Regions from separate parts of the Mus musculus genome. Here all the other regions are linked to region 3. Evidence: chromatin contacts called from public HiChIP or PLAC-seq and promoter capture Hi-C data. All regions are on one chromosome and are shown on one strand. Each heading gives the region's core, a stretch centred on a gene start, on an enhancer-like site or on the middle of the called end of the contact. The rest is flanking DNA. Distances are from core to core; before and after follow the strand shown. Region 1 holds the start of Msh5 (mutS homolog 5). Region 2 holds the start of C4b (complement component 4B (Chido blood group)). Region 3 holds the start of Slc44a4 (solute carrier family 44, member 4). Region 4 overlaps Tnxb (tenascin XB).

Evidence for each region. Promoter capture Hi-C pulls out the DNA fragments that hold promoters and counts their contacts. HiChIP or PLAC-seq counts read pairs in DNA pulled down with a chosen protein or histone mark.
Region 1: a contact with region 3 is called in a FOXA1 HiChIP or PLAC-seq map of pancreatic cancer cells. The contact joins the promoter of Msh5 here to the promoter of Slc44a4 in region 3. A contact is called at or near these places in 12 of 39 promoter capture datasets (the 3T3-L1 cell line, the HPC-7 cell line, the SN4741 cell line and 7 more), 5 of 115 datasets of contacts at active chromatin or transcription factors (bone marrow-derived macrophages, embryonic stem cells, extraembryonic endoderm stem cells and 1 more) and 3 of 9 other capture datasets (adipose tissue, liver and pancreatic islet).
Region 2: a promoter capture Hi-C map of liver shows a contact between it and region 3, with 2.4 times the contacts expected there. The contact joins the promoter of C4b here to the promoter of Slc44a4 in region 3. A contact is called at or near these places in 2 of 39 promoter capture datasets (the SN4741 cell line and liver).
Region 4: a contact with region 3 is called in a promoter capture Hi-C map of liver, with 2.4 times the contacts expected there. The contact joins the enhancer-like site here to the promoter of Slc44a4 in region 3. A contact is called at or near these places in 4 of 39 promoter capture datasets (the 3T3-L1 cell line, cranial neural crest and liver), 1 of 15 datasets of contacts at CTCF or cohesin (large pre-B cells), 1 of 484 Hi-C or Micro-C datasets (embryonic stem cells) and 1 of 115 datasets of contacts at active chromatin or transcription factors (bone marrow-derived dendritic cells).

What each region holds. Positions count from the first base shown.
Region 1 is chr17:35,043,971-35,049,308 of GRCm38.p6, forward strand. It overlaps Msh5 (mutS homolog 5), which reads right to left and starts at 2,775. Exons shown (of 25, transcript NM_001146215.2): 1 at 2,730-2,775; 2 at 2,261-2,417; 3 at 1,960-2,083; 4 at 1,324-1,404; 5 at 1,144-1,206; 6 at 347-468; 7 at 55-164. The coding sequence starts at 2,404. Gm23421 (a small nuclear RNA gene) reads left to right here and starts at 5,248; the gene lies at 5,248-5,338.
Region 2 is chr17:34,741,632-34,747,011 of GRCm38.p6, forward strand. It overlaps C4b (complement component 4B (Chido blood group)), which reads right to left and starts at 2,266. Exons shown (of 41, transcript NM_009780.2): 1 at 2,131-2,266; 2 at 1,838-2,030; 3 at 1,180-1,381; 4 at 901-971; 5 at 733-821; 6 at 357-439; 7 at 160-256. The coding sequence starts at 2,195. It also overlaps the pseudogene Stk19-ps1.
Region 3 is chr17:34,911,918-34,916,732 of GRCm38.p6, forward strand. It overlaps Slc44a4 (solute carrier family 44, member 4), which reads left to right and starts at 2,549. Exons shown (of 21, transcript NM_023557.3): 1 at 2,549-2,603; 2 at 4,730-4,778. The coding sequence starts at 2,570. It overlaps Ehmt2 (euchromatic histone lysine N-methyltransferase 2), which reads left to right. Exons shown (of 27, transcript NM_145830.3): 25 at 472-550; 26 at 717-892; 27 at 1,723-2,156. The coding sequence ends at 1,903.
Region 4 is chr17:34,697,955-34,703,114 of GRCm38.p6, forward strand. All of the region lies in intron 16 of Tnxb (tenascin XB), which reads left to right. Among named protein-coding and RNA genes, the nearest start is that of Gm24389, 13 kb to the left of the region's middle. Within about 2 kb of position 2,312, at least 67 of the 459 cell types and tissues checked have an H3K27ac peak or open chromatin away from gene starts, as enhancers often do.

The DNA of each region.
Region 1 (5,338 bases), core at 1,525-4,024, 130 kb after region 3:
TCTTAGACCTCCCAGTCCTCTTTACTTTGGTTGAGGTTTGGATGAGTCACCTACAATACAAACTTCTTGAATCCCAGGATAGGGACGCCAACATCATAGTCTTCCAGTTCAACCCCAATTCTTCTTCGACTCAGGAACTTGAGCAGTCCTCCAAGTGCCCGGACCTGGGAGGGGATCAGCAGTGAAGTTGGATGAAGCCTAGTGTTCCAGAAGCTAGACGACACTACTATCAGGAAAACCGTGATTTTTACAGGGCTGGGCAGTCCAGTCACAATTCTGCCCTGTGGCTGGGAGCTCATGCCTTTCCCCAGCTGCATCCTAGCCCTCACCCCATGACCCAGCTCACCGTGAGGACACAGTCAAAGGGAATAATGGAGGAGAGGAAAAGGATTTTCTCAGTAGCAGTCATGGAGTCTGAGATGAAGGAGTAGTTTCCGGAAAGGAGACGCTGTTTGCTTATCTCTGGACCTATTTGGGGAGGATGGGGAGTGAAAGGTCTCATAGGTCCATTCTCTTGCCCCAGTTTAACAATAAGAACAAATCTGACCATATGGCTTGTCCAAGGCCATAGAGGTGGTTAAGGAAAGCTAAAGAAAGAATCAAAACATACAGATGTAGTCTCATTCTTTCGGTTCTTTATGTAATGTAGATGTCTGGCTATAAGCACAACCTGAGAGAGACAAGTGACTCAGGAGGCAAAAGGTCAAGATGGCAGGGATTGTGGATATATATGGAACTAATACTAATACTGCCCATTTCCTGTATTTCCTGTCCTTTTTGCAAACCTGGAAGTTTGCAAAGTAGGGAGTGCCTTATGGACCATGGTTCCCAGAAACAGTGCCGTTTCCTTTTTAATGCAACAAAGGACTTTGGCTCCAACGTTCAAAACTGTTTTTAAGAGTATCATCTCTCCATTTTCTTCCACTCCCCCATTCCTCACATACCTAACCCCATAGTTTCTCAGTAAGTTGTACTAAAGATAGTAAAGGTGCAGGAGAGATCTCGGGGAGACTCATGATGGGGTGTGGGAAGCAGCTTCCAGATAAGAGTACATGAGGCAAGGTTTCTGATAATAGGAGCTCCTTTCAGAGAAAGGACAGAGGCCCTGGGATGGGGGCTGGTAACATAAAAGGAAGGAGCTACCAAAATCCACGCTTGGCAGAAGTATGATTTCAGGTCCCTTTGGCTCTCTGTGCTCCTCGGAGGCTGTGGAGGCAAGAGGCCACAGTCTTGTACAGTTCAGGCCTGTCATTGTCCCATGCTCCCTCCCAGCCAAAGATTTAGTAGTCTATTTCCATTTCCCCTTCTCTATGCAATCCTTACCAAGCTTCCCTAGAAATCGAGTCATAGCCTCATCCTGTTTGGCACTTGTGACAACAGACTGGGGGTTGATTTCATCCAGAACTTGAAGAGAGAAGGAAGGTGCCTGATGAGTCGAAGGATATCTCCACTGTGACTAAGAGGAAAGTGGTGGCTCTCTTCCTGCCACTGTCTGTTCTCCTCAAGAATTTATCATCTTAGCCAGGCATGGTGACACATGCCTTTGACCCCAGCCCTTGGGAGGCAGGGGAATCTCCATGAAATCAAAATCTGCCTGATCTACACAATAGGTTTCAGGATAAACCAGAGCCACATAGTACATAGTGAGACCCTGTCTCAAAAAAAAACCAAAACCAAACTAAAGTTATTTTATGTCTGTAAGGGATGGTCTGCACACTGGGAGCGCAGTGGAGGAGACTTAGTAAAGGCACGGTGGGAAGGAACAAGAGTGTCCTGGAAACTATCACTAAAATCATGGTTTGCCAGGGACAAAATCTGTAGCATTTCACATACAGTAGGTACCTAATAAAGTTGTGTTGAATAAGTAATTCCTAAATCAGGTGACTATAAACTACATGAGGATGTATGAGTGAACACACGTCCCACCCCAGAGGAGAGGAATGCAGGGCTCTGTCGCACCTCTCTGGAGAAGCTTTAGGCTCTCGTGGTCTGGGGCATCTGGCATGAAGTGGATAGTGGAGTCACTAGTGTCATAGTAAGCAATGCCCAGGTATCCCGAGCTCCACAGCACGCACAGATGGATCTGTCCCGCGAGGAAGGAAAGGGGATCGATATCTGAATCCCTCGGAAGGGCATGGATTGGTCATCCCTTATTATTAATCATTTAACCAAATCTCGGAGATAGGCACTCATGGGGAGTTTAGTCAACGTGAAACGGGGTCGGCTCAGCCTCTCCCAGCCCTCCCAACTCCGCGGACACCTCGGCGGGCTCCTCCTCGTCCTCTTCCTCGATACCTCCAGGCCCCGCCATTGGGGGCTGAGGGCTGGGGAAGCTGGCTGAGGGGATTCCGGATCTGGGTCCGGGTCCCGGCGGCGTCCGGCCTGGGGTCGCTCTGAAAGCCATGGGCTCGGCGACTCTGAGGACATGGGAGGGGAAGGAGGTCCAAAAGCAGCATTCAGCAGGCGGCTGGTGCGCGGGCTTTCAGGGGACAGGCGCGGGGGCTGCCCCTTTAGGTTGGGAGCAGCTCCGAGCTACTGTCCCACCCTCATTCCTGTCACTCGAAGCCGTGCTTTGGAAGCTCTGACGGAGCGCGCTGTCACGTCAAGTCTCTCCCGCCACCCACGCCCTTACAGCCGCAGCGCGCTCTCCTGACCCACCCCCACCCCCTCCCCCACCCCCACCCCACTGGAGCCGCCAATTCGCAGCACTTTCCCGCCTTTTCCGTCACCTCAGCCGCGACGATCCACCTCCCTGACCAACCGCCGCAAGCCTGCAGCCTGTAGGCGTGGGCCGCGCGCGCTCGCCCCGCCCCCTTAGTGGCTGAAAGGGTCTGCTTAGCCATCCAACGGGAAGGCGGTGAGGACGCTAGATGTCGATTGGTCCGTTTGCATTGGGGGCGGTGCTAGAGTGTTCAAAATTCCCGCCCTCTGCCGTTGCTAAGCAGCCGTGTCGCAGAGCTTTGATTGATGTTGGGCGGAGCCCGCCCTAAACTAAGGTCCCCGCCTGGAAAAAGGGTCTGGGCCACGGTGGAGAAGGCCAGAGCCCGGAGGCCGACCTTAAAGGGCCAGAGGCAGTCTTCCTCCTTCCTGAAGAGTGGAGAGAAGCAACATTAATTCAACCTGTGCCAACAGCAACAACTCCGTTAATATTTGTACCCACTAAGTTAATATTTATAAAAAACTCAGAACAGTGCCCAGCAAACAAAGTAAGCGCTACATGAGTGTTTTAAATAAATAAGTGGAAGTAAGAACTAACTCCTGTTTCAGACCTACTTTGCCTGTTTCCTGATTGCAGGAGATGATCACCAACCACAGGAGCAACACGGGGCTTGATTATTTTGGAACCCCTGAAGAGGAAGTATAAGTATCTGAAAGACACTAAATTCTGAAAGTAGACCTAATTAGAACACATACAACCATACTACAGTCCTCTCACCCCTAAGGACACAGGGTATCTCTGACTGATGATCCATCTGGATGGGAAAGAAGGAGAAGGAAGGAGTTTCTGAGGGAAAGAAAAAAAACCATACTTTACAAAACAATAAACAAACAAACAAAAACTTCAGTGCTGGCTTAGCAGGTAAAAGTACCTTCAATTTTGTACCCAGATTGTCCTCTGTCCTCCATACCTGTGCTGCTTGTACACACACACTCACACTCACACTCACACACCACATAATTTTTTAAAAACTGTCCTAGCTACACTAAACTAAGATCCTGCCTGAGGTTCAGAAATGGCATGAGGTGACCTGGCTCTGCTGATCAGCGACTGGAAAAATCATCTCCAAAGGGGAGCAGGTCTAAGGGCTGGGTTAATGGTTACTCTTGGCAAATTATTGAGCAATGGAGTTATGGAAACCTGGAAGAGGTTATTGGTGACAGCTCTGGGGAGTGGCAGAGAGGGACACACCTTCCATTCTGGGGTATGAAGAGATTAGGGACTGGTTTACCAAGAAGAGGAAGGGATCAGACCCAGGAAGAGAAGGCAGCAGAAGAAAAGAAGAGCTGGAGAAAGAAGAAGTGGGAGCTCAGAGATAAGATGGCAGTCTACATTTTTTTTTTTTTTAATGCAGTCCTGGCTTCAAATCCAGGAGCACTGCTGGGTGATCCCAGGACAGAGCAGCCTGGAAAATAAAGGCAAGATAACGCATTTGTGTGTGCGTAGCAATTCAGGCAGCCACAGTCAATAGTGATGATCAGAGCAGCTGCGGCCATAAAGACAGCCAAGAGAGGCAGCCAAACCTGTTTGAATCTAAAGTTTCTCCCAGCGATCTAACTGTGAGCAGATTGCCCGCTGGCCACTTGCTGACCAGAGGGAAAAAAGGAGGTGTCTGGGAAATAAGGCTTCATGGAAGCCATCTCTCTTATCAGTGGGAAGAGGCTCTGGTGCAGATCTCAAGGGTCAGCATAGAGGGAACATTCTTAGGACTCAGCTGGGGCTCACGCATGAGTCAGTCTACAACTGTCTGCAACGCTGTAGTTCAAAAGCCCAAACACCAAGTATATTCTGCCTTCCTGGGGAGGAGAGAGATAAGCCAGCCCCCCCCCCCGCCCCCCGCGCCCCAGGGAGGAGAAAGCTCTCAGAAGAGGAAGCACAAGAGGAAACCACTAACTAACTGCTGTTCCAGCAAACATGCATCAATTCACCTCAGCCCTCCCTGCCTCTTTCAGTTTCCAGCCCAGTCTTTCCTCTCTGTCTTTCCAAGTCCAGAATATTTTCTTCAAATATGTCTGTATATGTGTGTGTGTGTGTGTGTTAGACTGAGAAGAAAAGAAAGCTAGTCGATAGTAGAGAAATTTAGAGTGTGGAGGTTAGATATTGGCAGACATATTTTAGGTTTTTTTGTTTTTTGTTTTGTTTTTGTTTTTTGTTTTTTCGAGACAGGGTTTCTCTGTATAGCCCTGGCTGTCCTGGAACTTACTTTGTAGACCAGGCTGGCCTCGAACTCAGAAATCTGCCTGCCTCTGCCTCCTGAGTGCTGGGATTAAAGGTGTGCACCACTATGCCTGGTTTTGTTTTTGTTTTTAAAAAAGGTAGAAGTAGTAGGCAGGGCAGTGGTGGCGCATGCCTGTAATCCCAGCACCTGGGAGGCAGAGGTAGTCGGATTTCTGAATTTGAGGCCAGCCTGGTCTACAGAGTGAGTTCCAGGACAGCCTCAACCACACAGAGAAACCCTGTCACTAAAAACCAAAATACACAAACACACACACACACACACACACACACACACACACACACGAGTAGTAGAGCTCTCTTCAGTAGCACTCACACTAAAATTGGAAAGATACAGAGATTAGCATGGCCCCTGCGGAAGGATGTCACGCAAATTTGTAAGGC
Region 2 (5,380 bases), core at 1,016-3,515, 170 kb before region 3:
GTTCAAGGCCAGACAGGACTACACGGTGAGTATACAGTGGGTGTGAGACTCTGTCTCAAAAAATCTCAAATAATAGATCAAGAAAAAGAAAAGCCAAGGGTGCAAGGAAGCTGGGCTTTGCAAAGATGGAGGAGTGAGGCAGGGCAGGAGGGTGGGTACCTGGCCTGGATGTCTAATTGGATTTCATCACTGTTGCTGGGCACCATCAGGATATATGGCTTCCAAGGAGTAATCTTCACCTCGAAGTTGGGAAGGACTGAATAAGGGTGAAGAGATGGGTGGCCAGGTACTAGAGACAGGGTCCTCCCCTCAGGCTGCCCACCTCACCCTCCTGTACCCCATACTTCAGCACTCACCATACTTCTTCACTTCAAAGTGGGTGCTCCTATTGGACTCCAGTCCATCTGAGAACCTAGCTGAGATCTTCCAGGTCCCAGGCCTGAAAATGGACAAGGGAGGGAGTTGAGCTACCCACCGACAGACAGCCATGGCCTGAGTGAGTCCAGGCTACCCACCCATAGACAACTTTAGTGTGAGTGAGTCCAGGCTACCCACAGACAGCTATGGCCTGATTCCTCCAGAAGAAAGCTGTGGTATGACCAGAGATCTGGGAGGGGCAGGGTCAGAACATCTGGAACGTGCCTCTGTCTGTCAGAGGTGGTGGACAGTGCCAAGGGAAGCAGGCCTTGGGGTGGTACAGATAAAGGGAAACCCTAAGGTGGGAGAGCTCACTCTGAGATGTCTGGAATGGTGAAGGCATCTTGGAAGATGGATGTGGAAGTAAATATCTCCTTCTTGAGTACACGGAGGCCATGGGAGTTCTGTGAGGGGAGTCGATGTGGTCAAGTGGGAGGTCACATCAGTGCACAGTGTTGGGAGGGTCAGAGGTCAGACACTCACCTCCACTGTGATGGTGAGGAAATCAGTGGATGGGCGCATCTTTTGATCCAGTGCAAAGACCCGATAACGAACTAAGAGAAGGATGAGGGAAGGTGGGGGTGAGAGGTAAGAGTCCTGAGCAAACCGAATGGAACTGCTGCAGGGAGACAACGGGGACTTAACTGCTAATCAAGCCCCTAGGGTGGCTCTATCTGTGGAGTTGCCTTACATAGAAGGCACCAAACATGCCCTGAGCAGCCTGGGAGAGACAGAGCAAAGGCCCTGGGGCTGGAGGCTCACCCCGCTGCCCCGGATTATAGATAGGCTGATCGGTCTGCACAAAGATGTGGCCTCGTCGGGAAGAGAAGAGCAAGTTGACACCCTGAGTCTCTGTGGCTTTGAAAGCTGTGTTCCTTAGCCACGGAGACTGAGCTACCAGCTGGATGTGGGGGGCTCTGCGCAGGTCAAAGAGGCCACAGCTCCTCACATCTTCCAGTGGGACCTATCAAGACAGAAGGAGACTATCAGACAGAGCAAAAGGAACCCAATACAGAGCCTAAGGTAGGGACAGCAAGGCCATTGTGCCAGAGGAGAGAGAGGCAGGAAGTCATTGAGGGGGATGGGAAGGAAAAGGCAACAGAAGTGCCAGGCACAATGGCTCCCGGCTGTAATCCCAACACTTGAGAGGCCCACAGTAGGGTCACTGAGCAATTTCAACCAATCTAGGTTACACCCTGAAATCCCATCTCAAAAGCAAAACTAAACAATAAAACAAAAGGCAACAGGCAAACCAGGTGTACTTGTAAATCTTAGCACTTTGGGGGCTGAGGCAAGAGGACAGCTGTGAGTTCAAAGCCAGCCTATGTCACATAACAAGCTCCTGTCTGCTGCTAAATAAGCAGACAATGGGGTGCAGCAGAGAGACCTGAGAAACAGCAGGGGTGCTGGTACTGGTTACCTCAAGGCTGAGCAGCACAAAGTCATCTCCCGAGCTCAGCTTAAAGTCCTTCTTTGGGGAGCAGGAACCACCCTTTGGGTTTCTGAGGAACACTGATCCTTTTACCTCCTGTCCTGGAGGGGCATCCAGGAGCTGTACCCCCACCGACAGGGGGGTCCCCAAATTAACCACAGAAGGGGAAAACAGGAGCAACCTAGGAGAACAGTGAGGTACATCTTCAGACCCAGCCGAACCCCACCACCCCGCTCTCCCTCACCCCTGGCCCACACAAACGCCAGTGTCTTCCCCGGGACCTGGGCTTCTGCAGGGATGAGGCACAGAAGCTGAACACCCAGGCCAGCCCCCAGAGGAGCCGCATGGCTGGAGGATTCAGGAAAGGTCAGACCTGTCTGGTCTGACTGTCTGCTCCCTTCTGATCAACCTAGGGTTGGGGCAGAGTTTGATCTGGACCTTGCCCCTCCCTTTGCCCCATGAGCCGGGAAACCACGTGATGGCCAAGAAACAGAACTGGCCCTAGGCCCAGAGCTGGGGAGGCAACCCAAACACCAGGGTCTCTGTAGAAATCTTGGCCCCAAAATTGATCTGGTGCTTGTTTATTCCCAGTACCAGGGACTTCCCCTTGTGTGTGTGTTTGTGTGCGTGTGCGTGTCCCTGTGCATGTGCGTGTGGGTGTGTGTGTGTGTGTACGAATACATGTGCTTGCCCATGTGTGCGTGTATTCAGCTCCAACATGACACATAGATAAGACAGGTAAAGGTCCTAACAAAACTAGAATGGGTTCCCCAGTCGATGGCCTCATATTCAAGGCAGCCTTCTGCTTGGTATGGCTCTAACAGAAAGCCTATAGCTCAGAAGATGAGGTACACTCTCACCCCAGACAGGGAAATTGGCCTGAGTAAGCCTTGTTCTCTCTCTAAACAATGATGAAATGCTCAGCCCCAAGTTGGGCTTCACACAGCCGTACATACACCACACTGAACAAAGGACACAGAAAGAAGTGCAGGCACGAGTATTTTATTTGGCAATTTCAGCCTGACGTGAAGGGCAGAGTTTTCTACTCCCTGCTCCAGTGTCTCTAGCAATCCCACCTTCTCATCCCCTTGGCACGGCTCCTGACTCCACACGCACAGAAGCAAGAGCTGCAATGCCCACAGCCCGGCTCAGGTAGAAGCCCAGCTTGCAGCAGTAGAGCCTGGCACCCACTGCGGTGACTTGCTCAGCCACCCTGGAGTGGCACTTCCAGGAACCTCACTCAGTGAGTTGCAGAATCCAAGCATTGGCTCCTCATGTATCTGGCAGGCGAAGGAGGGTTCCAGAAGTGGTGGGGACACTGTGTAACAGAAAGACAAGACTGGAGCCAGCTGCCTAGACCCAAAGTGTGCAAATCCAGAATTTAGTTCAGTCTTCTCCCGAGTCCGGGAATGAGAGAATCTTGGCTTCACTGATGACAGAAGCAACACTTAGGGGGACACCAACCCTGGGTCCCTGCACGTTTCCCAAGTCTCAGGACTAGACTCACCAGTCCACCAGCTGGGCTCCAATGAGGTCGTGCACATGGTAGGCAAGACCTAGCCGCACTGCCAAAGGGGCCCTGCGGCCCAGGAGCTCTGACAGGGCAAGCTCCCAGTACTTGGCCTTCCACACCATGCTCAGTACAGCCTGGCGCCCTGGAGGAGAAGGTCCAGGAAAAGGAAGAAGTGAGTCAAATTTGGAGACCTAAAGACCCCCCATGGGTGTTGCTCCTCAGGCACCATACCTTTAACAAAGCACTCGATGAATCTCCCAGCTCCAGGCACAGCCAGCCACCAGCTTCCAGCATCTCGGACAGTGAGGACCCCAGCGTTCACCAGGTGCCTGCAGGTGGTAGGCGGCCATGATGATGCAGCCTGGGCTGAGAACCCTCCCTTCCCCTACTGCTGATGCATGGACCTTGAGCTTCCAGAAACACAGGCAACCCAAGCAGGGACCCACTTACCCTGTTGGGTCCACTACTGCTGCCTGGGTGTGAAGTGGGGTGGGGTGGGTGTGGGTGTGGGTGTGGGTGTGGGTGTGGGTGTCATATACTGTCTGGGCAGGTACACAAGCATGTAGAGGCTACAGGTTTACATTAAGCATGTGCAATAACTGTTGACTTCTAAAAAGACACTTTTTATGTGTATTCGTGCTTTGACTACATGTTTAGCACATGCATGCAGTATCTGTGGTGGCCAGAGAGGGTACAGGATCCCCTGAAACTGGAGTTATAGACTATTCAGGGCCATTTTGTGGGTGCTAGGAATTAAGCTTGGGTCCTCTAGAAGAGCAGCCATTGCTCTTAAACATTGGGATATTTATTTCCCTTTTATTTTTTGAGGCAGTGTTTCTCTGTGTAGCCTGGCTGTCCTGGACCTTGCTCTGTAGACCAGGCTGACCTCAAACTCTGAGATCCACCTGCCTCTGCCTCCCGAGTGCTGCGATTAAAGGTGTGCAACATCACACTTAGCTGGACCTTATATTTGTGATAGCGACTCTCACTGAACCTGGAGCTCATTGGCTTGGGTGCACTTTGCTAGCCTCTCTCCTGACTTCCAGCACGGGGGTCCCAGGCACCTCACTGTGCTCAGCTTATGGGGGTGCCGGAACTGCAGCTCGCTCAGGCCCCCATGCTCACACAGCATGGACTTTTCCAAGCAAGCCAGCTCCCCAGGCCTCTTGGTGGAGACTGCTTGCTCATAAAACAGTGTCCTTGGGAAGCCCTCCCTGAGCAAAGGCTCTGAAATGTGCCTGAGGAGTAAGCGTCATCTCTGGGCTCACCATGACCTATGAACTCTCCCCACTCTGTCCCTGCTACTTCCCAGGGGAGATCAGTGAGTTCCCATACCAGCAAGTTAGAAAGCAGGAGGCCTGACACAGGTGTGGTACCCTAAAATCCTTCTGTACTGAGACCTTGCCTAGTACTTTACAGGGGACCCTGTGAACTTGAATCTTTAGGGATCCTGTAGCCTCTGCCATTTTCTATTCTCATGGCATTGTCAGGCATAGCTCCAGCAAAGCCTCATATTGGGCAAGCCTCTAGCTCTGCCGATTTCTAGTCCAAGGCTCTCTTGCAGGGTGGAGTACATTTCACTTTACAGAACAGAGGCTCACTCAGAAACGCTGCTAGAGGCCTGACTTACTGACCCCACCACATCTCACGTGATCTCTGGGTCCCTGAAGCCGTACGTCTGTGTCATCTGATCCTGCTGGAAACTGAGGTCCCCACAGGCTGGGAGCACTGAGTCCAGGAACTTCTGTACCACCCCAGCACATGGTAGGCCTTGAGGACCTAGAACCAGAGTTGATGTCGGTAGCCAGCATGAGCCCATCCCCCACCATGGCTCTCTATCTCTGACTCCCTTCTCCTGGGTCCTTCTACTTCCCTTTTTCCCTGCTTCCTTCTTCCCTCCCCCACACTTCCTTCCTTCCTCCCCATCTTACTAATTACCAGAACTCTGTGCCCTCTATGAGATGTGGGTTAGACATAATGTCAGTTATTTCTATGCCCAGCTTCCCTCCCGAGACCAC
Region 3 (4,815 bases), core at 1,299-3,798:
CCCTTCACCTGCTCCGAGGACCTCCCAGTTTCTCTGTTCCCTCAACTTCTCAGACACCCACTTCTCTTGGGCAATTCCTCTTCCAGCCACATGGGGCGACCTCATGACTGATGTAGCTGCGCAGAGCCTACCACCTGTTTGATAGTTCCTGGTGCACACACCTCCTAATGTCTAAGCCTGGCAACTTTCCACCCAGCCAGCCACCAGGGATGCTAATCCCCAGAACACAGGCTCACACACACACACACACACACACACACACACACACACGTCATCTCCCACCATGCCTGCTCAGGTCTTGCAGGCTCCACCTGTACAGAGCCTCCCACCTGCCTGTCTACAGCTGCACAGCGACCCCTAGTGGCTGGACCATGTCCTGCATCTCTCCCCTGGGCTCTGAGAACTGAGTGGGAAGGTGGGGCCGGGAGCCCTGCTCACTGTTCATGCAGAACTGAAGTTTCCGTCCAACAGGTATGTAGGAGAGCTGATCTCTGATGCCGAGGCTGATGTGAGAGAGGATGATTCTTACCTCTTCGATTTAGATAACAAGGTGGGATGCAGCACCTCTGCCCTCAACTACCAAAGGCTGCTTTGTGCAGCCACCTGTAACATCTGGGACTGGAAGCCTGGGTGGAGGGACTGGGTGTCACTGCAGGAACACTAGCCAGGCAAGTGGATAGAAGTGGATATTAAGAACACTGTGTCTCCACCCCCAGGATGGCGAGGTTTACTGCATTGATGCCCGTTACTATGGCAACATCAGCCGATTCATTAACCACCTGTGTGACCCCAACATCATCCCTGTCCGGGTTTTCATGCTGCACCAAGATCTACGGTTCCCACGCATTGCCTTCTTCAGCTCCAGGGACATCCGGACTGGGGAGGAGCTGGGGTGAGGAGCCAGCCTGAGGGCACTGACCAGCCTTTGGTGTTCTTTTTTTTTTTTTTTTTTTTTTCCCGGTTTTTCGGGACAGGGTTTCTCTGTGTAGTCCTGGCTGTCCTGGAACTCACTCTGTAGACCAGGCTGGCCTCGAACTCAGAAATCTGCCTGCCTCTGCCTCCCAAGTGCTGGGATTAAAGGTGTGTGCTACCATACCCGGCTTCCTTTGGTGTTCTTAGGTGTCCCTTGGAAGGCTTGTTAAAACTGTGTAAGGCAGGAGTAGGAACATACATTCATGATCACAGCACTCAGGAGGCTGAGGCAGGAGGATCACAAAGAGTCTGGGCTACAGAGTGAGACCCTGTGTCAAAACAAAACAAGAGAAGTCCAGGTTGCCCTGGTATCACATGCCTGTCATGCTAGTGTTTGAAAGAGCTTGAAGCAGAAGTACCTACAAATTCAAGGCCAGCCTGGGCTAACTACAGAGTTCAGGACAGCCAGGCCTATGTAGAGAGACCCTATCTTAAGCAAAAAACAAGAAGGGGGATGGGGGCTAGTGTGGGTTGGCTGGATGGTTGAGTATACTAGGCCCTGGGCAGGCTGCATCCCACTTCCCGCAGAGCCTCGGGAGAGTCTGGTCACAAGGCAGGAAGGCTAGAAGCCTGCATTTATGACAGTTCTCTGGGAGTGTGAGTCAACAGAGCCAACAAGGACCTGGAGTCCATCTGCAGGAGTGGTTGGGTGGAAGAAGGTGGATCCCTCAAGAGGGCTCCTGGGCTCTATGAGATGGGTTTGAAGTGTCTAGATCCAAGGGCCAAGAGCTCCTGTGTTTCCTCTGCCAGCTTTGACTACGGTGACCGATTCTGGGACATCAAGAGCAAGTATTTCACCTGCCAGTGTGGCTCTGAGAAGTGCAAGCATTCAGCGGAGGCCATCGCCCTGGAGCAGAGCCGCCTGGCCCGGCTGGACCCCCACCCGGAGCTGCTCCCTGACCTCAGCTCCCTGCCCCCCATCAACACCTGAGGACTCTTAAAATCCAGGCCGGGCACTGCCCTTCAGACATTTCTCCATCAGAGACCCCAGTAAGGCCTGGAAGGTCGATGGCCCCTCTCCCAGAGCTGGTTTCTCACTGGGAGTGCAAGTGACTTCAGGGCTGGCCTTCCCCACTGAGCCTGGCCTCAGTTAGCTGATTGAAGTTGGGCCTCTGCCAGCTGATTTTCTGTGTTCTCAATAAATGTTGGGTTTGGTAATAAACTGTCTGGTGATTGTTTCAGGACGATGAGGACTATGGGGCTGAGGGGACAGTTGGGTAGGAAGCAAGCTGTGGCTGTGGGGTGGAAGAGAACAGCTGTGGGGCACCCACTGGCCACAGGGGTTTAAGGAAAAGCAAATCACAACCTAGAGGTTTGGGTGTGCCACAGTTGAAGTACTCTAAACAATTATGCAGTGTTTCCTTATCAAAGTGCTCCGGTTTCTTCCTGCTGCGGTCCGTAGCAGACCCGGTAAGCAGCTCCTGGGACCCAGTTCTGAGCCCTGGTACCCCTGGGCTGGTCAAGAGTTGAGATCTGAAAAAGGAACTGTAGAGGACCACAGGCAGGGGCGGGGCTGTGACGTCTGGGAGGGAGGGCGGGGCGGGCGGCAGGTGAGCGGCTAGGTCTCCGTGGCTCCAATCACTCCGGAGACTGAGCCATGGGGAGAAAGCAGAATGAGAACGAGGCTCACGGTAAGGCTAGGGGCAGAGGCCCGGGCTCTGGAGAGAGGTGGCCGGGCTCTGCAGCCATGGCAGCTGAGGTTGGATCCTGACAGAGGAACTGGAGTCCTGGGTCTCTGAGGAGCGGCTACAGGAAAACAGGAGTCAAGGAAAAGAGACAGAATCAGGTCCTGGAAGGATGGTCTGAGCCGCCAGAAAGATCTTGCATACTAAATGGAACCTGGATGAGCAGGAGTTGGGGCTGGCGTCCCTGTGTGGCCAGCGGAGTGGGGAGGTCAGGCCTGGGCTGTAGGTCCCTGAGGGCAGAGCCCTAGCAAACAAAGCCTGTGTGGTTAGGAGGCAGGTTAGGGTCCCGATGCTCTGGACTTAGAGTCCAGCAGTGTCCTGCGCTGTGGTTGCTGGGGGGGGGGGTGTCTGTCAACCCACACCCTGTGAAGAGGCAGGAGCTGAGACTCCTGTTGGGATCTGTGTGAAGAGTTGGGGAGATGGGCCTCTGAACTAATAAAGTCCTTTGAGGAGTAGGGGGCTGGAACCCCAAACTTCTGCAGTCAGCCTGCTAGGATTCCTGTGAAATGGAGGGCCTGGGACCCTGAGCTGCTGGGGTCTGCATGCTAGAGTCCCAGAGGGGGGGGGGCAGGTACCGTGGACTAAAGGAATTCTTGTGAGAATTTGGGGTGGGACCCCGAGATGCTAGGGTCTGCCTGCAAGGACCCCTGTGAGGAGTGGGGCCTAAGGTGGAGAGACAACTGACACCTGCCTTCAGGTTTCAGTTGGGAAGAAGTGTGTATGTTGGTGTATCTAGAGCACTTTAAGTAATCGGGGCCAGGGCTGTGTGGAAGGGGAGGTCTGAGGGGAAACAGGGGAGGCCTGTTTCCAGAACTGCTGAAGTAAAGGGCTGGAAATCTTTCCCCCAGATCCTGAGACTGGACGGGGAAGAGAGAGGGCTGAGGGTTGGGCCTCCTCTAGGTGGGGCTGGTGTCCCCTAGAAGACCGAGTAATAGCCAGAGCACAGAAAACTTCCTGGAACAGCCTTGGGTCAATCATTGACCCTGTGTCTGTGAGCCCGGGTGGGACAGAGTCCAAAATGCCCACAAAAGAAGATACCTGCCCCAGGCTAGCCCACCCCTCAGCTGTCCCTCAGTGCCCACCAGGACCCTGGCAGCCTGGCCCCGCCCTGCCCCGCCCCCTCCCCTGTGTACTCAAGGAGGACCAGGAACAGGACGTGGCCACAAGGCCACAACCACAGCAGCCGGCTCAGGTGTCAATCTGGCTGGCCACCCAGAGCCGTGCGGTAGCCGGAGTGGGGTGGTGGTGGTGGGGCGGTCTTCGGAGCTCCCATTGCCCTGCAGGGTTTCATAGCTTTACTATCCTTTCTTTGTCATATCCTTGGGCCAGAGGGCTGAGATAAGTGATGATGGTCCCCTGAGGGGCTCCCAGACTGGATAGTCCAGAGATGACTTGGAACAGGCTGGAGGACAGAGATAGGACTGGGGTCTGCGAGCCACTAAGAGGGAGTCCCAGAACCTGGGTTACACACTACTCAGAAGCCTTGAGTCCCTTTAAGAACCACTTTCAGAAGCTTATTCTAAAAACCAGTCAGGAGGCTGAAGCAAGTTTAAGTCCAGCTTGGAGAACTCAGCAAGATCTTGTCTGAAATACAAAGTAAAATTTAAAACAAATGGCTGCGGCCTGGAGACACATGCCTTTAATCCCAACACCTGGGAGACAGAGCCAGGCAGATCTCTGTGAGTTCAAGGCCAGCCTGGGCTACAGAGATAGTTCCAAGAAGCTAAAACTTTACAAAGAAACCCTGTCTCCAAAAAAAAAAAAAAAAAGTAAATAAATAAATAAAATAGTTGGCTGTGGTTACAGTTTAGTGGCAGAGCACTTGCCTCCCATGTAAGAAACCATAGATTTGATATCTAAGATTGCCAAAAATAAAGGCCCCACCTCCCAGCTGTTGCCCAGTAGCAGTCACAAGCTGGCAACCATGGGGCTGCTCTCTGACCAGGATACTGCTAATCCAGGTCCAGTCCTGTTAGTGAGCTAGACAGGCGCCTGGGACCATTGAGTGTCTGAGAGCGACTGGATGTGGGGGAAGAGACCCTCAATGCCTTATTCTCTACTCCCCCCTCCAGGGAATTCGGCCAAATATGACCCCTCCTTTCGAGGCCCCATCAAAAACAGGTGAGCTACGGGCAGTGGCCCCGAGAGATGTGGGGAG
Region 4 (5,160 bases), core at 1,062-3,561, 210 kb before region 3:
AGAAGCCCTGGTGATTATAAACAGGAAGAGAACATGACCAGGCCTAGACACAGCCTCCTTCTGACCCATATTTAAGAGCGTTGGGACTTGGAAATTCCTTCCATAAACAGCAAAGATTCTGTTTTACGTCTTCCCCAGACCCCAAAGAGGAGCCTACTGATGCCTCTTCCCTGAAACCTCGCCTGGAGGAGCTGACTGTGACAGATGCCACCCCTGACTCCCTGAGCCTCTCCTGGACAGTCCCTGAGGGGCAGTTTGACCAATTCGTGATCCAGTACAAGAACGGGGATGGGCAGCCCAAGGTGGTTCGGGTGCCAGGGCATGAGGACCAGGTCACCATCTCAGGCCTGGAGCCAGACCACAAGTACAAGATGAACCTGTATGGCATCTACAGTGGCCAGCGTGTGGGCCCTGTGTCTGCTGTTGGGGTGACAGGTGAGTGGACAATGGAAAACTCAGGTAAAACTCAAGAGGAGGTGACCTTAGCTCCTTGGTGACAGGAGTGGGGATGAGGGCCATGGACAAGTATGTGGCCTACTTCCTTTCCCCTAGAGCTGGCCCCTTCTCCTAGGCAACAGGAAAATGGATGGTTTTATTGTGCTGGTAGAATCCAAGTCCCCTGGTAGCTATGGTTTCTGCCTCCTTCCCAAGACCTGAGGACAAAGAACCCTGCTCACTTCTTCTTCTTCTTCTTCCTTTTTTTTTTTTTTAAATTTAAGATTTGCTTTATTTATGAGTGCACTGTCACTGTCTTCAGACACACCAGAAGAGGGCATCAGATCCCATTACAGATGGTTGTGAGCCACCATGTGGTTGCTGGGAATTGAACTCAAGACCTCTGGAAGAGCAAGTCAGTGCTCTTAATGACTGAGCTGTCTCTCCAGCACCCCCTGCTCACTTCTCTGTCTCCTTCTCAGCTGCAGAGGAAGAGCCTCCTAGCCCCACAGAGCCCAGGACAGAGGCCCCAGAGCCCACAGAGGCCCCAGAGCCCACAGAGGAGCCACGCCTAGGAGAGCTGACAGTGACAGGATCGTCCCCAGACTCCCTGAGCCTCTCCTGGACCATTCCCAAGGGAGACTTTGACTCCTTCACTGTCCAGTACAAGGACAGTGATGGGAGGCCCCAGGTGATACGTGTCAGGGGCCAGGAGAGGGAGGTCATCGTGAGAGACCTGGATCCTGGGCGCAAGTACAAGATGAACCTGTATGGGCTCCATGAGGGGCGTCGTGTGGGCCCTGTGTCCACCATAGGTGTGACAGGTGAGTGTGAAGTGGGGCTATAGAGTATCTCCTTCCTCAGGGGTGTGTGGTCACCTTCTCGGTTGTTTTCCCTATCCCACAAGGCTAAGATTGAATTCCCCTTCACAGCCTTGGACTTTGTTCAACAGCTGCCTTTGCCTCACTCTGTTGTGAACACAGACACACATGCACACATAATCACACACATGTACACACATGCACATCCATGCCCATACTCACACATATGTACACACATATGCACAGTCACACATGTGCATGCAAACTCACACATGTACACACACACAGTCTCACACACACACAAACACACACTCTCACGCACACTCACACACCACTTCAGTACCTTGATGGCCCCATGCTCTGTGGCATTGTTAGGTGCTAATGGGAAGTAGGGTGGGCACTTGGTGGGGAAAGCACTCACTGGGGACATTTTCTTGGACCTGTTTCTTGGCCTGGACTCTCCTGGATTTCTTTTCTCTCCTCCTGGCCGCGGCTGTGATGTGTGCTGCTCTGTTCCACTGCACCCTCCTCCCCACCCTCCACCATACCCTCCTCCCCACTATAGTGGGCCTGCACCTCTGAAAGTGAGAGTCCAAAAGTAAAAAGCAAGAGGAGGGAGAGAAGAGGGACCACAGGCCGAGAGTCCTATAAGGGTGCTAATCACAACCAGCCGGCAAGCATCACATTGTGGAGAGCCAGAGGAAGGGAGTGCGGCCCACAGCGCCCACGGCAGTGCTTTGTGAAACAGAATGTGGTGTTGTTCTGAGCACTGCTGGGCTGCCTTTTTTTCTGGTTTCGTCTGTTCTGCACTGTGCAAATGTTCCAACATGGCAAGCATTTCTCCTTCCCCTCTACACATTCCTTTTATAATCACAGAAAAACAGAAAAATGCAGTGTCTCTTCCTTAGCACCCCATCTGTCTTCCTGTCACCCTGGCAACGCGGTTCATTTCTAATTCTCAGAAAATTAAATTTGCCAGTCCCTAAGCAGCGAGGGAACAAATCACAATGAGCACTTGGGCCCCTGGGTCATTGTCACACAGCCTGCTTTACCGGAGATGTCAAGAGCAGATCACTGTGTGGGGCAGGTCAGGCTGCTCAGCCACGGAGCAGGCAGCCTGTGGCTCTCTGTGCCTGTGACCGTCTAGGTAGAGGAGTCATATCTCACAGTCCCTGGCTTGACAGGTCTTGTTTCTGCCTTTGCTCTCAGCAGACTGCAGGCTTGTGGGGCATGGGGTAGCTAGAGTTTGCGACTGGGGGTAAACTGTTCCTTCTTACCCTTGGCTCAGGATCCTGTCTCTTTAAGTCTTGTCATTCCTCATAAGGCCATTCTCAACTCACGGCAAGAGGAGTGGTCCATAAGGGACACATATCTCCTGCTTTCCCATATCCCCTCCCCCAAGTCCTTCGCCCATTTTCCCACCTCCCTCACTGTCCGTTCCCATCTCCCTCCCACTTACTGATATGATTCAATAGTCTCTTTTCAAGCCTGTATTTTCATGGTGTGAGGGACATGACAGGATATGCAAAGCTTGAAAACCAGCGAGTGAGAGGCTCAATCTAGCGTTTGAGCAGTAACCACCATTAGCAACTGTGAGTGCTTATCTATCCCATGAGGCCTTGGGCACCATTCCTGGCACACACACTACCACCACCAAACCCACAGAAGCTGAGGTGTAAGCTGTAAGCAAGCTTCCTGCTCTGCACTCTCAGGCTGCACATTAAGTCTGCAGCCTGAATGCTCCCACACAGCCTAAGTGATCCCATACAGCCTGAGTGCTCCCATGCAGCTGGCTGTGCTCCCATGCAGCTGGCTGTGCTCCCAAGCAGTTGTCTCTTACTTTCTGGGTGCCAGTTGGATGCTAGTCATTTACCTTGTGACCACACAGTCTTCACTAATCACCATTTTAATGGTCATTTGATGCTTTTTGGTGAAAGGCCTGTAGGAAAACCAGTCATCATCCATTGTGGGTCATTTGGGTCCTGACACATTTTACTGTCGTGAAGAATCTTGTTATGAATTCTTCCATGGTGTAACTTTCCCCTACTTTTAATAATTTTCTTAGGATAAATGCCCAGAAGTGAGACTATTGGGTCAGAGGAAATGAGCAGTGCTTTGGCTCCTGACACACATGCTCCAGTTGCCTCCTGAGGATCTGGAAATGGGCAGTCTGACTATCAGATGGGGCGGCAAGAATAACTCAGTCCTCTCCAGCCTCCAGTGACCAGATGGCTGCTTTGAGGCCACCTGAGTCCCCAAGCCTTCTACTTTAGCTACTGGGTGTACTTTGGGGACCCAATTCTCTCGAGTCGTAGGACCCTGAGAAGGAGATCCCTGTGCAGAATCCCCAGAGAAGCCACTCCTGGAGGATCCAGTAATGGCAGGATCACTACTCCCCAGACTCCCCAGGACGGCCACTTTGACTCTACAAGGCTAGGGATGGGCGGCCTCAGAGGTACAACCTGGAGGCCAGGAGGACTGTGGGGAAACTGGAGCCCCAGTCACAAGTTCAGAATGTACCTGTATGGGTCCATTTGGGGCCTTGAACCCCGCTCTGTCCATCATGGGTACATCCAGCCTGGACTAAGAAGCTGTCACCTTGTCACCAGCTACCTGGAAGCATTTGTTCTTAGCAAGCACTTCCTTGTGCCTGGGTCACACCACAGAGCAGGTCAGATGTAACCAGTCCACCTAGAGTCTATCTGCATCCCTATCAAGCTACTCTGTCAGCCTCATTCTAGTGATAGTACTGAACATAATCAACTGAGAGAAGTTTTGCTTTCACCCAGGTTTTGATGGGCTGCCTTGCTCGTTCAGAACCTGTCATGGATTAGCAAACACCTCAAAGCAGACTGGAGAAAAAGAGGAATCTCAGTCTCCCCGTCCTTTTCAATGGCACATCCTAAGCAACCTGGGGAATGTCTACCAGGCCACACCTCTTAAGGGACCCTGCTTCTGCCCTGTCACCTTAGAGACCAGTCATTTAATGAGTAGCATCTGAGGGACAGATGATCCTGACTGTGAGGCCAGTGAACAGCTGAGCCTTGAATAGCCCAGCTTCAGACAACAGAGATGTTAGCACTCCCTGGGAATATGTGACCCAGGAGTCCTCACAGAGGCTCTGTCTCCATGGAAACAGTGAAGGAGGTGCTGGGATACAGTTTTACTTAACTGTACACCCATCCTGTGTATCAGCAAAGTTACAGGTGATGGATCCAGGTGCAGACTGCATCTAATGAGCCTTGAGCCTGGGAGACTGCCAAGTTCCTGAGCAATGGGTTTATTATAGTCACACCAAACATGAGCTTGTGATAGGGAAGACTAGGGACAAGAAAGGACCTAGAAGGGTCACCCAAAACCAGCTTGCTCACAGAGAACTAGTGAGACTGAAGTCTAATAGGCATGAGGTCAGGAGCAGCTTTAGAAAAAGTGAGTCCAAACTTGTGCAGAGAGCAGCAGGCTATAAAAGCATGGTCCAGAAAGAACCAGATTTTGTATGACAGCCTCTGAGATCTTACGACACAGTCGGGATATCCTGGGAAGCCCTGGGTTCTGTGCTGAATGCTGGCATCTGGCATCAAAGATGGGTATATGCAAATCTTGGGCTGCAAGGTGGAGCAAGACAAGAAGGGGCAAGGAAGGAAGGTAGTCTAAAGGCAGGAGGGCTAAGTGTGGGAGATGTGCTGTGCTCCCATCCAGCCTCAGTGCTCCCATCCAGCCTGAGTGCTCCCACGCACCAGAGGGTTCCGGGCTGGTGAATGAGGCAGCCAGGAGGGGTTTAGCAAAAGTCTGGAACATTCCAAGTCTGGTGGCAGCTAAGTTGGGGCAGGTCCACTTTCAGAATGGGGACAAAGACCAGAGCCTAGTGAGGAGGGAGATTGCAGGGAGAGCCATCTCAGGACAG